Regions from separate parts of the Sus scrofa genome. Here regions 1 and 3 are each linked to region 2. The links are chromatin contacts, called in public Hi-C maps. All regions are on one chromosome and are shown on one strand. The core of a region is the stretch at or near the end of the contact, and the rest is flanking DNA. Distances in the headings are between cores, read along the strand shown. Region 1 holds the start of GLTPD2 (glycolipid transfer protein domain-containing protein 2). Region 2 holds the start of BCL6B (B-cell CLL/lymphoma 6 member B protein). Region 3 holds the start of ARRB2 (beta-arrestin-2).

The links. Hi-C and Micro-C count contacts between places; a contact is called where the count stands out from the background.
Region 1: a Hi-C map of embryonic fibroblasts shows a contact between it and region 2, with 2.1 times the contacts expected there. The contact joins the promoter of GLTPD2 here to the promoter of BCL6B in region 2. A contact is called at or near these places in 1 of 47 Hi-C or Micro-C datasets (embryonic fibroblasts) and 1 of 2 datasets of contacts at active chromatin or transcription factors (alveolar macrophages).
Region 3: a contact with region 2 is called in a Hi-C map of embryonic fibroblasts, with 1.8 times the contacts expected there. The contact joins the promoter of ARRB2 here to the promoter of BCL6B in region 2. A contact is called at or near these places in 3 of 5 promoter capture datasets (fetal liver, fetal skeletal muscle and liver), 6 of 47 Hi-C or Micro-C datasets (alveolar macrophages, embryonic fibroblasts, fetal heart ventricle and 3 more) and 1 of 2 datasets of contacts at active chromatin or transcription factors (alveolar macrophages).

What each region holds. Positions count from the first base shown.
Region 1 is chr12:52,104,002-52,108,384 of Sscrofa11.1, reverse strand. It overlaps GLTPD2 (glycolipid transfer protein domain-containing protein 2), which reads left to right and starts at 2,251. Exons shown (of 4, transcript XM_003131910.6): 1 at 2,251-2,451; 2 at 2,547-2,611; 3 at 2,875-3,041; 4 at 3,135-3,884. The coding sequence starts at 2,343. The coding sequence ends at 3,651.
Region 2 is chr12:52,425,972-52,429,986 of Sscrofa11.1, reverse strand. BCL6B (B-cell CLL/lymphoma 6 member B protein) reads right to left here and starts at 2,582. Exons shown (of 9, transcript XM_003131927.6): 1 at 2,478-2,582; 2 at 1,738-1,928; 3 at 1,307-1,528; 4 at 823-1,197; 5 at 422-546. The coding sequence starts at 1,916.
Region 3 is chr12:52,168,874-52,172,844 of Sscrofa11.1, reverse strand. ARRB2 (beta-arrestin-2) reads left to right here and starts at 2,483. Exons shown (of 14, transcript XM_021067791.1): 1 at 2,483-2,612. The coding sequence starts at 2,590.

The DNA of each region.
Region 1 (4,383 bases), core at 1,002-3,501, 320 kb after region 2:
AAGTCACAGTTAACAAGCTGGGAAACATTCCAACTCTGGGAGATGGGGAACCCACGCTAGGGATGGAAGTGATGGTTCCAGAATCCCAGCAGACAAGGAACCTCCAGGACGTGAGGGACATCAAAGTGAGACAGGGCAAGAATCCATGACCTGTGGCAGCTGGGAAACATCTTGTGAATGACTGGAGCCCCAACTCCTTGAGATTCTGGGACACCCCTCCCCCTCAAAAGAAAATATACATTGAGGGAGTTCCCTTTGTGGCTCAGCGGTTAACGAGGATCCATAAGGATGCAGGTTCGATCCCTGGCCTCACTCAGAGAGTTAAGGATCCGGAGTTGCCATGAGCTGTGGTGTAGGTTGTAGACATGGCTCTGATCCTCTGTTGCTGTGGCTGTGAAGTAGGCAGGCAGCTGCAGCTCAGATTTGACCACTAGCCTGGAAACCTCCATATGCCACAAGTACAGGCCTAAAAAGAAATATATATATGCATTGACACAACATTGTAAGTCAACTATACTTTATTTTAAAACGTTTTAAAAAAAGAAAATGTACACAGGAGTTCCTGTTGTGGCTTAGTGGTAACAAACCCAACTAGTATCCAGAAGGAGGGCTCCATCCAGGAGGAGGGTTCCATATGCCACGGGTGTGGCCCTAAAAAAGACAAAAAAGAAAAGAAAAGAAAAGATAGAAAATGCACAGAGACAGGAAAATTCTAAGCTTGTGGACAGGGGGCTGAAAGCAGATGTTTCCTCTCTTGCTTCCTTATCCTTCCCCTGAATGTTTTTCCCGCTATGACCACCAGGTGGACTCCTGATCTGGGGGGAAAAAAAACCAAACTGGCTCAAATTTGCATGGAGAGTACCACCACTGATTTGCCTGCCCCTCATATAAGTTCCTTTGTTTATTCCATATATACTTATTTAGGAATAATGGGTTTTGGTCCAGGCAATATTCTAAGTGCTATAAATAGGGTAGCAAGAAGGGCCCCTTTTCGGGAGTTCCCATCATGGCACAGTGGTTAACAAATCCGACTAGGAACCATGAGGTTGCGGGTTCGGTCCCTGCCCTTACTCAGTGGGTTGACGATCCAGCGTTGCCGTGAGCTGTGGTGTAGGTTGCAGACGCGGCTCGGATCCCGCGTTGCTGTGGCTCTGGTGTAGGCCGGTGGCTGCAGCTCCGATTCAACCCCTAGCCTGGGAACCTCCATATGCCCCGGGAGCGGCCCAAGAGATAGCAAAAAGACAAAAAAAAAAAAAAAAAAAAAAAAAAGAAGGGCCCTTTTCTTCATCAGAGCTCACATTCCAGTAGGGCAGACTGATGGTAAATTTCCCAATGGACCTTGACCTCTGGGAAGGCACATTTGTCTTCTTGGAGCCTAGTACAAGGCCTGGCATGCGGAAGTAGTTAATAAAAATTGGTTTGATGAATGATTCAGGCATCAACCTGGAGGTTTAAAAAAAATTAAATCTCAAAGATGTAAAAGGAGACAGCCTAGGAGTTTCCATTGTGGCTCTATAGTAAGGAACCTGACTAGTATCCATGAGGACTTGGGTTCGATCCCTGGCCTCCCTCAGTGGGTTACAGATCTAGCAGTGCTGTGAGCTGTGGTGTAGGTCACAGACCCGGCTCTGATCTGGCCTTGCTGTGGCTGTGGTGTAGGCCGGTCTGGGAACTTCCATATGCCTCAGATGCAGCCCTAAAAAGACAAAAAAGAATTTTTTTTAATTAAAAAAAAAAAGGAGACAGCCTAAAGTATATGATTAAGACATCATGCATCCAGATCAAGTTAAGATTCCATGGGGATAGGATAGAGAACTTAGAAGTGGGTGTTCCGTGGATCCCAGGTGCCCCATGCTTGAACTTAATAGATAAGATTTATGGAGCAATTGTGGTAAGCTTTTCCATTTACAAGGTTTGCACGTATAATAGCATTTAATCCTCACATGAAGTTTGCAAAATAACCTATTATTACCTTCAATTTACTGTGGAGGGAATTCAAGCACAGAGTCAACCTAGGGCTCACACCATTGCTCATTGGGGGAACTGGTTCTGACTTCAGCCTCTCTTCACAATACCCAGGCTGCGTCTCACTACAACCTGGCCATTCAGGGAAGGGAAATGTAGAGACGTGTCACTGCTACTAAATACCCCAAATCCTCTTCATCCAGTCCCTCACCCCTCAGATGCTGCCCTTTGGGGCAAAGGGCACAGGGGAGGGGGCCTTACTAGATTAATTATTAACACTTTGCACCTCAGAGCACCACAGTCTTCTCTCCTCTCCTGAAGGCGGAGGGACAAGGACTAGCCAGGGGCTGGCAAGGGCAGTGGTCCCTGAAGCAGCCATGGGGGTCACCTCACTGTCTCGGCGGGTCCCTCGGTGCTGGAGGCGCAGTGCAATCCCTCTCATTATCTTCACGCTACTGCTTCTTTATCTCTGGGCTCAGAGCCTTCGTGAGTGGCCCCTTCCCTCACCTGCTCCAGGAGGAATCCGGGACTCCAGGCCCTCAGAACCTAAGGCCCTCACTGCTCTGTCTCACCTCCTCCAGGCGCCCTCTCAGGCTGCCGATCCGGGACCCAGTCCTGCATTGCCAAAGGACTGCCACCTTTCCAGGTACTCTCTGGGCAGGGCTGGGACTAGGAGTTCCAGGTAGGACCCTGAGCAGGGAAAGTGGACCAGGCCGAGGATCTGATGAAAGGTGGATCCTCCTTCTCTCCCGTCTCCAATTAGAAGCTGAGAGTTACAGCAGGAGGGACACTGGCTAGACCTTAGCAATAATTTCTTCAGAGCCCAAATGCGAGGCGTGGTGAACCCTGCAAGCTAGGGGCTCTGCACTCCCCCCCACCCCCACCCCCCACCTCATATCTAACCCCCAGGCCCAGCAACAGTCAGGATCCCTGGAGGGACTGGAACGGGAAGAGCCTCAGTGTCTGAGCCCCCACGGGATGCTGGGCCGCATAATGAGGCCGTTCCGCGCCAGTCTGAACCCCAAAGGGGATGTGGAGTTGTCGCAGTACCTGGCAGGGTGGAGAGAGCTAGTCAGGTGAGTGCTCGTTGTCTCCCTACCCCATCCAGACCCCGCCTCTTTTTGAACCATCGCCCTCTCTCAAACCTTCCCACCATCGAACACATACAGGTTCCTAACTCCCCTCGGCTCCATCTTCTCTTTCGCCACAAGCGAGGCCTTCGCCAAAGTGACAGTCCTCGAGGCTCTGGTGCACGGTCCAGAGGCCGCTCACTACACGTCGCTGGCGACCATGGTGGCGTGGGAGAGGCCCGGGGTAGCCCCTCGGCACTCGACCCGGAACCCGGGTTCACTAACCATGCTCTTGCTGCACCGTGCGCTACGTTGGTCCCAGCTCTGCCTCCACCGGGTGGCAACCGGGCCGCCCGGAGGCCCGGACGCCGGCGCCCAGTGCAGCGACGCCTACAGCACGGCCCTGGCCCCGCACCACCCCTGGCTGGTCCGTCAGGCCGCCCACCTCGCATTCCTCGCCTTCCCGGGTCGCGGCCGCTTGCTCGAGCTGGCGTGTCCGGGGGTCAAAGAGGCAGAGGCGCGGGCTGCGCTGGCCCAGGCCGCGGGCACTCTGGAGGACGTCTACAACCGTACCCAGGGCTTGTTGGCCGAGCGCCGCCTGCTCCAGCTGGCCTGATGCCTGCTGGCAGGACGAAGGAAGTGCCCTGGGGCTGGGTGGCAGCCGCTGGGTTGCGTCTGACCCTTCGCAAGGCCTCCTGGCGCCGGGGGCGGGGCCGCCATATACCCCGCCCCACGGTGACGTCATCGCCATGGAGGCCCACCCCGGTGGAAGTGGGGCTTTTAGCCTCTCTCTACGCAATCCCGGGGAGAGGGGAGGAGCTGTGGGTAATAAAAAAGTATTCTTTGGTAGCCGTCGATTTTTAGCGTGTTCTGTGTGATGACGGCAAGCCCTTAAGGGAAATAGAAAAAAATGTATGTGGGAAGGTGTGTGTCATCCCTGTTCCCGGCAGCCGAGAGACTCATGCTACCCCTGGCCTATTTCAGTCCCTCCTGTGGCTTCAGTTGTCAACGACATGCCAAATCTCCAGTCCCGACCTGTCCTCGCTGAACTCCAGACCCCGTAAAGCCTACTCTTTCCCGGACACCGCCATAGACACCGCAAGTGCAGCACATCCAACGCGAATGCAATCACCTCCTCCGAGAAATGCACTTCTTCTTGTGTCTCCCGTCTCTATGAATAAATGACACCCTTTCCCATCAACTACCCAAGGCTAAAACCTGTGCATTTTGCCTCATGCCGAGCAGGTGCTCAGCTCAATAATGTACGTTTATTAAATGACTGCACTCCTACGCCAAGAGTGAACATGAAAATTACACATTGATAACTCCCAAATTATAACTCCAACCC
Region 2 (4,015 bases), core at 1,333-3,832:
GACGCCGTGTCTGTCCGATTCCAGAGTACTGGGCGAATCTCCCCGGTAGTGGTCGTGGTAGGTGGAGGCCCTACTCGCGGGTGGAGGTTTCTGTTTCTTTCTCCTCTCTTGCACCACTCTGGAGGACAGCTTGCCAGAGAGGCATTGCCAAGCCGTGGGCTGACCACTCAGCCCTGGATGGGAATAGGCCCGGAGGCTCCCAACTTTGCCGCTCATTGGAAGCTTTAAAAAAATATGGATGCCTGCCTGCGGACATTCTGATCTACAGGGTGTGACCTGGGCAATGGGAGGTTTAAAAGCTCCCTAGGGATTCTAATTTGCAGGAATTGGAATAGGCCCTTCCTGAGGGCTTTTGGCCTAAACTGGCCTTGAGCAGCCACAGGCGAAAAGCCAAAAAGGAGGCAGAAGGAGAGGCTCTTACCTGGTAGTGGACGGGCCCGCCCAGAGGGTGGCCCAGTGGTCTCTGGAGCCCGGGGTGCGAGGAGAAGGGGGGTATTGACTGGAGCCCCACATTTGAACTGTCCAGTGGCAGCAGTGGGAGAGAGCCTAGGCAGACGTCACGGCCCAGAGAAAGGGGGAAGGAGAGATTATATGGTTGGGGGTTCTTCCCTGGGGAACTTGTTGCCTAAGGCCCACCCGCTGGATGTGAGAGTACTGACAATGAGCCATATCCAACTATGCTCCCAAAGTCCCCTCCCCCACCGAGAAAGCCTGGCCAACTCCCTAAGGGGAGCCAGTGTCTCTGAAGGCCACCCCCTCACTCCCTCTTCCCAACCACCGAGGCCAGCCTCTCCACGTTCTGGGGGTTTCCAGTCACTGCACCTGCTCTGGGGGCCAGGAATGGGTCCTTCTTCGCTGCCGCTGCTGCTGCTGCTGCTGCTGCTGCTGCTGCTGCTGGAAGCCTCATCTGCACTGGGGAGCTGAGCTTGGGAGCAAAGTTGACCAGAACTTCTCTCCCCGCCTAGGCTCCCTGCTTGGGAGGCCTGAGAGTTTAGCACGATGAACTTGTACTTTTTCCAGTTGCAGGCCTTGGGGTCTGGGCTGCCTGGACTGGGGGGCCCTTGACTGCAGCTGCGAGACTCAGTAGGTGGGTCTGGGTGTCCTTCGGAGCGCCTGGGACTGCCTGGAGGAGGGGCCGTTGGGGGCGTGGGGGGTTCTGCCTCCAGGGGTCGCAGGGAGATGCCCAGAGGTTCATAGCTGAGAAAAGAGTGATGGACATTAGTCCTGTTTCCTAATTTTGTCCTCTGCCCTAGACACCTAGGTTGCCACTTCATCCACGGGGAACGCCAAGGCGGGGCTCCCTCACCTGGCCTGGATGAAGCGGTGGCATGCCTGGACCACGTGTTCCATCTGCAAGTAGGTGGCAGCTGCCAGGACCGCTGGCGCCGTAGCCGGAGAGAGGCGTAGGCGCGAGGTGTACATGAAGTCCAGAAGAGGAGCGAAGCCTCCAGCTTCCGGACCCCCAGGCAGGGAGAGCATGTCTACCCCCACTCCTGCACGGCCTCGGAAAATTGAATAGAAGAAGCCACTGGAGAGAGGGCAGATGGGTCACATTAGGGGCTGGGGAACCGAGGGAGACCAGCGCACCAGTAGAAACCCGCCCCTACAGAGAGCCCCGCCCCCAAGCCCTAGACGCCCCGCCTCCTGCTTCTGGAAGGCTTGGCTTCGGGTTCCCTCGCCAAGTCCTCATGGCTCCGCCCCCTTCCCATTTGGGCCCAACCCAGCCACGCCTCGAACCTGCAGGCAATAAGAACCGCCTTGTGCGCTCGCAGGGGTTGCCCGCCAACCAGTAGCGTGACGTCAGTGAGGATCCCGCGCAGGCGCAGCTCATTCAGGTTGCCGAGCACGTCGGAGGAGTGGCGAGTGAACTCGCGGACGTAGCCCAGCGCTCCCTCCGGGGTAGCGGTGGAACCCATCGCGACGTAGGCCTGCGGGTGCCGAGGCAAGGGCTCAGGGATCCAGGCCGTCCTAAGACGCCTTCCCTTCCGCGGTTTGCCTCCTCCTCCTGAGGGGCAGCTAGAGCCAAGCCCCCGGCCCCGGCTCTCGCAGCCTCATTTAATTCGTCTTGTTCTCTCTGCCTTCAACCACAGCATCGCTCGCTTTCCTCCTCTAGATGCCACAGCGCTTGGAGCGAGTTGAAGGTTCCCACACCGCGGCGTCGATGGCAAGCGTGGGGAATCCGGCCCGCAGGGTCCTTAGTTAGACTCCCAGTGCCCTTCCGGCATCCCCATTTCCCCTCAGCCTCACTGCGCGCCTGGTCTCAGGTGTCCGATCCTGCTTGGAGACCCCAGACGACCTGCGGTCCACACCTCTCCAAATCCCAATCGAAGCTCCCTTCCCCGAAACACAAACTTCCACTCTCCAGTCCCGGATCCCTAGTTTAGCCCAGTTTCTGGGCCTCAGTCTTCTTTCCATCAACAAGCCCCAACCCTCTTAGGGGACCTAGGCGTCTGGCTCCCACAGTCTCAGGTTCTTACCCCCGTCCTGCAGGGGCTTCGGCTTCTCTTCTCAAGGGGGGCGGGGTCTCTCTCCCTCTTGGCTTCGGCTCCTTTATCTGGCCGGGATGTCGGGGGCGGGGGTGGAGGTGGGGTGAACGCCTGGGTCTGTATCCTTCCTTCCTCCCTCGCTCTCCAGATGGTGAACCCGGGGCGGGGTCCCCGGCTCCAGGGCGGGACCTCAGAAACGCTGGGTGGTCGTAACGTAAGGGGTCTTGGGCCTGAAGGTGGAACTGAGGATGGGACATTGGAGTTGGGGAGGAGGTTGGGGATATTGAGATTGGAAGTGTGCATAACCTGGGTCGTCGGGGGGCCCGGGCGGGACAGCGAAAACTGACGTGTTGCCTTTAGCAAGGAGCCTTTTAACAGGAGAGTGAATACTACACAACCCCCCTTCCAATGTACGGTATTACGGAGATAAAGGGGAGCCCTAAGAGGCACCAGGTTTGGGGAGCTGATGGGGGGCTCCTGCGGGCTCTCGGACAGCCGGAGGGTGTGGTGGAATGACAGCCTCCTCTGGCAGGGCCTGCAAAAAGGGGGGCTCTGACCGCGCTCGGTAGGGAGGGGGCGGATATGATTTCTAGTTCGTTTCCTTCCATTGTCCTGCGACCGGACGGCTCCGCCAGCTGCTTCCCCTCGAGGAGGTGGGGAAAGCCCCGGGTGGGGGCCGAGAGACGTTCAGGAGCCCTAGGGTCCGGACTTTCGCTCCCCACTCTCTTCTTACTCCTTTTAGGGATCCGGAGAGACAGACTCCCGCCCAAAGCCCGCTCGCCCTCCCCCAGTCCCAGCTCACTAGGGCCTCGGGCACCCGCCCGTCGGCTACGCTTGGAGGCTGGCGGGACGCCGGGGTCCAGCGCGGCAAGTAGGCAAAGCTCGGCAATGTTTGGCTCCTTCCACGAGGGGGCGGACGAGCACCAGCCTCGCCTCGCCCCGTCGTCTCCACCGGCTGGGGGGTCCACAGGATCGGTTAGGTCTGGGTGGCCGTAACCTTCGTTCTCCCCCCACTTTGCGCTGGTTTATTTTGTCCAAGGGAGTAAGGTTGGGCGGAGGGAGGGCGAGTTAGGCGACAGAGGGGACTTTCCTCTGCGGCTGTGGTTCCTACCTGGGGTGAGAAATCCGCGAGTGGGACAAGGAGCAGGGTCTGAGCGCTGGGAGCTTCTTTTCTTACTGAGCTGGATACTGTTATCTGTCTTTAGGGGTGACTTTTTAGGGAACATTCATATGAAAGTTGGATGCGGTGAACAGACAGAGGGAGGGTCTCAGGGTAAAAGAAGGGAGCCAGGGCAGGAGGGGCCGCTAAGCCCAGTTTGAGTCCCTGATCTGGGAGATAGGCCCGGGTCACAGCCTCATATTTTCTTTGCGGAGACAAGGTTTTGTTGGCGGAGCAAGGTTCATTTGGAGAAGGGGGGGGGGGTCAGAGCGGAGTCTGGCTGCAAAGCAGGGCTTGCGTTTGGGCTCAGAAGAGTCTCCAGTTACCCAGTGATGACTGCCCATTATCCATGGAGCTGCCTAACCTGGCC
Region 3 (3,971 bases), core at 1,234-3,733, 260 kb after region 2:
TGCCAGATCCGAGCCTTGTCTGCAACCTACACCACAGCTCATGGCAATGCCAGATCCTTAACCCACTGAGCGAGGTCAGGGATTGAACCCGCAACCTCATGGTTCCTAGTGGGATTTGTATCTTCTGAGCCACAATGGGAACTCCGAGTTAATATTTTTTAAATTCTTGGGACAATGTTTGGCACATGGTAGATACTACCTGTAAAGTGTTACCTGTTATTTCAAGCCCTGGAGTTTGGTATCTTGGGAGCCTTTCCCTAACTTCCAAGATTAGAAATACTCTTCTATGCTTTCTCCTAATACTTTCCTAGTTTTATTCTGTGCATTTAGATCTTAAACCACTTACAATTTATTTGGGGAGTTCCTGTTGTGGCTCAGCGGATTAAGAACCCAACTAGTATCCTTGAGGATCCAGGTTCGATCCCTGGCCTCACTCAGTGGGTTAAGGATCTGGCGTTGCTGTGGCTGTGGTATAGGCTGGAGGTACTGCTCCTATTCCATCCCTAGCTTGGGAACTTCCATATGCCAGGGGTGCAGCCTTAAAAAAGACAAAAATGAAATAAAGAAACATATGAACTGAAGTTTCAAGGACATGAAGACTGAGCTTAGAAGATGGTGATGGAACCGGGAGTGGGGAAGTAGCAGTCGGTAAGGCCTGTATTTAAACCCTAAAGATGATCTCAGAAACTGTTTTGTTGTGCATATAACTTTGTTGCACAGAAAAGTGGAGGGAGAAGAGCGATGTTCGTTCATTTGGGGAAGATAGGGGAGTATGGGAAAAGAGATGGACAAAGGTGGATGTTTTAGCTCCTTACGTCCAAGGATGTCCATCATCCATCATTCTCCCCAAGTCTGCTCAATTTTGCCCTAGAAATGACTCTTCAGCCTGGCTCCCCCTTCTCCCTTCCACTCTGCTGTTCATCATCTCCCCTTGACTGGGTTTAGTCTACAGCAGTCTTGCCTCTCTGTCTCCAACCTCCACACCGCGCAGGATTATCTTCCTATAGGAGCAATCTTATACCACTCCTTGGCTTAAAAAAAAACAAAAAAACAAAAAAACAAAAAAACACAACAGGAGTTCCCGTCGTGGCGCAGTGGTTAACGAATCCGACTAGGAACCATGAGGTTGCGGTTTCGGTCCCTGCCCTTGCTCAGTGGGTTAACGATCCGGCATTGCCGTGAGCTGTGGTGTAGGTTGCAGACGCGGCTCGGATCCCGCGTTGCTGTGGCTCTGGCGTAGGCCGGTGGCTGCAGCTCCGATTCAACCCCTAGCCTGGGAACCTCCATATGCCGCAGGAGCGGCCCAAGAAATAGCAACAACAACAACAACAAAAAGACAAAAGACAAAAAAAAAAAAAAAAAAAAACAAAACCCACTACTGGATCGACCGCCCTCCTCCAGGAGAGGCGCCCCCCCATTGCCTGCTCTACAAAACCCTTCACACTCTGTTCCACTCATCCAACCCAGTCTTATCACCCCTGCCCTCTCACCCTACAAAAACCTCAAAACAGGATGTGCCTCGCCTTTCTCTCTCTTCAGAATACCCTTTCTCAATTTCCGCCCACCCTTCAGGAAGATTATCCTCAAATGCCCCCTCCTCTGGACAGCCTGCCCTCCCTCCATTCCTCCCCCAGGAAAGGGCTGAGAGTCGCTTTGTCTTCTGAGTCATATCTCTAGTAAAGCATTCCTGGGATCATAGTACCTGTTTATGTGTCTCCTCAACCATACGAGGAAGGCAGGGGCCATGTTAATTCATTTCTGGGTCCCCATCGCCTAGCTTAGTGATTAGCGCAAAATGGGCATAGATAGATGAAATAGATGCAAGCGTGCGTGAATGGATGTTCGCTTTGATGAATGGGTGGAAAAAGGTAGGAAAGTAGCCCTGCGAAGATCAAATACCGACACTAGGGGGAGCTGACACATCACGCTAAGGAAACAGGAGGGCGGGCCAAAGAAGGAAACAAGCTCTAGGGTGAGCGGGCGAGCGGCGCGCAATAAGCGAGCATCACGCAACTGGAACCTCTCGCCCACGTGTGGATCCCCTCATCCTCCCTGCCAGACTGCTAGAGCTCATCCACCGCCCCCACCACCCCCTTCGCCTCCGCCGTCGCTGAGAAAGCAAACAAAGGGGCGGGGACCCCTGCAGGGTCCGGAATGGATAAAGCCAATCAGAGGCTCTTATTTCCTGAAGGCGGGCGCCTTCGTTTGAGGGGACCCAATCAGTGCCTAAGCGGGCGCGGAGGGGTGGAGAGATGGGCGGGAAGAGCAGAGTGCAGGGACCGCGCGCGCCGGGGAGGGGGGGTCCCTCGGCCGGGGTGGAGATGGGGGGCGGAGGGCGGCTGGAGGAGCCAATCACAGCGAGTGCCTGTGAGGAGAGGGCGGGCAGTGCCGGGGCGCGCGCGATCCGGGCTGACGCATTTGGCCTAGGCTCCCCAGGATCCGACGGGGGGGGCGGGAAGGAGGGGAGAGGGGAGTGGAGAAAGAGCGGGGGCGCGCGTGCGCAGTGGCGCGGGGAGGAGCAGGGACCTGGCAGCGGGCTCTGAGGCTGCGAGCGAGCCGCGAACCGGGCGGGCGGCGGGCGCGCGCACCATGGGGGAGAAACCGGGGACCAGGTAAGAGAGGTGGGGCTACGCGGCGGGACGTGGGTGGCGGCTCCAGACGGGTACTGGGACGGTTCCCAGACAAGGACACCCGGGAGAAAATTCAGGGGCCGGACGCCTGGGTCCCTAGGGGGCAGCCATCCGGGGCCGCACGCCTAGGTCCTCGAGGATAATGAGGGCAACGCATGCCACAGACCCTGCAAGGGGATCTCTGAGGGGATCGGGAAACCCGTATCTGGGTTCTCGAAGGGATGTGGGGGCTGGACGACTGGCTTCTCCGATGCAGGCAGCGATGCAGGGGCGGAGGAAGGAGCAGGTGGCCGGCCCCAAGGGGACTGGTATGGGCAGGCTGGATGCCAGGAGGGGGATCCCCTTAGACTCGTGCTGAGCCACTGGAGAGCCTCCTGTCCACTACCCTCCAAGCAGTCGGGCTCCCCCAACCTGTCCCAAGGGCCGGGTGGCTCCGCTTACAAACTTCTGCCTTCCCCTGGGTTGCTAGGAGCAACAGCTTCATCTTGGGGCAGCAAAGTGCCTGGCGACCCTCCCCGATCTGAGCCTTACCCCTCTTCCTGGGGGTGAGGGGAGGCAGTGTCTGCCCTGGGCACGCCATCCACTCCCCGGATGTTTTCTGTGCAATCGAGGCTCCTTCCCTCCACTGACACCTCCAGTTCTCTTTTTTGGTCTCTAGCAAAATCCACTTCCTGTTGTGACCCAACACCCCCAAGGGGGCAGGGGGTGAATGCCTGAGTCCCTGGGGAGCAGGAGCAAAAGAGGAAAAAGATTGGGGCTCTTGGCTTCTATTCAGAGAGGAACAGGAATGGTGGCCTGGTTCTGAGCTGTCACTTATTCTGCAAAACACCCTATCAGCCCCACCAATAGAGTAGGAAAACATAGATCTCTGAGCACCAAGTCGACTGATCCTGGAGAGATGATCAGAGGGCCGATTGGCGTCCTGGATTAGGGGTTAAACACAGAGAAAGGGGAAGTTGCTGACTTGAGGGAGGCCCCAGATTTCCGTTATGTGGTTCAGGGAGGGGGAAGGATGGGACCAAAGGGGGACTGCTGACTTGGCACAATTCCTCCCACCCCCATCAAATTCTGGGCCACAGGAAATGGAGAGAATAGTAGGAAGTGTGAGGGGGCATCTGCTTCGGCTCCCCACCACCACCGGGGGGCATCTCTGGTCACCCACACTCTACCTTCTTGGTCAACCTCAGTGTACAAACGCTGTTCTTCCTCAGCGTGGCAGGAGGCTGGCTGGGTTCGGCTCCAAAGGTCAGGTGCCCTGCAGCTGCTTCAAGGCATTTACCCCACAGCCACACTCCAGTTGTCCAACGGATTGTGGCTGTCACCACCCTCTGCCAGGACTCC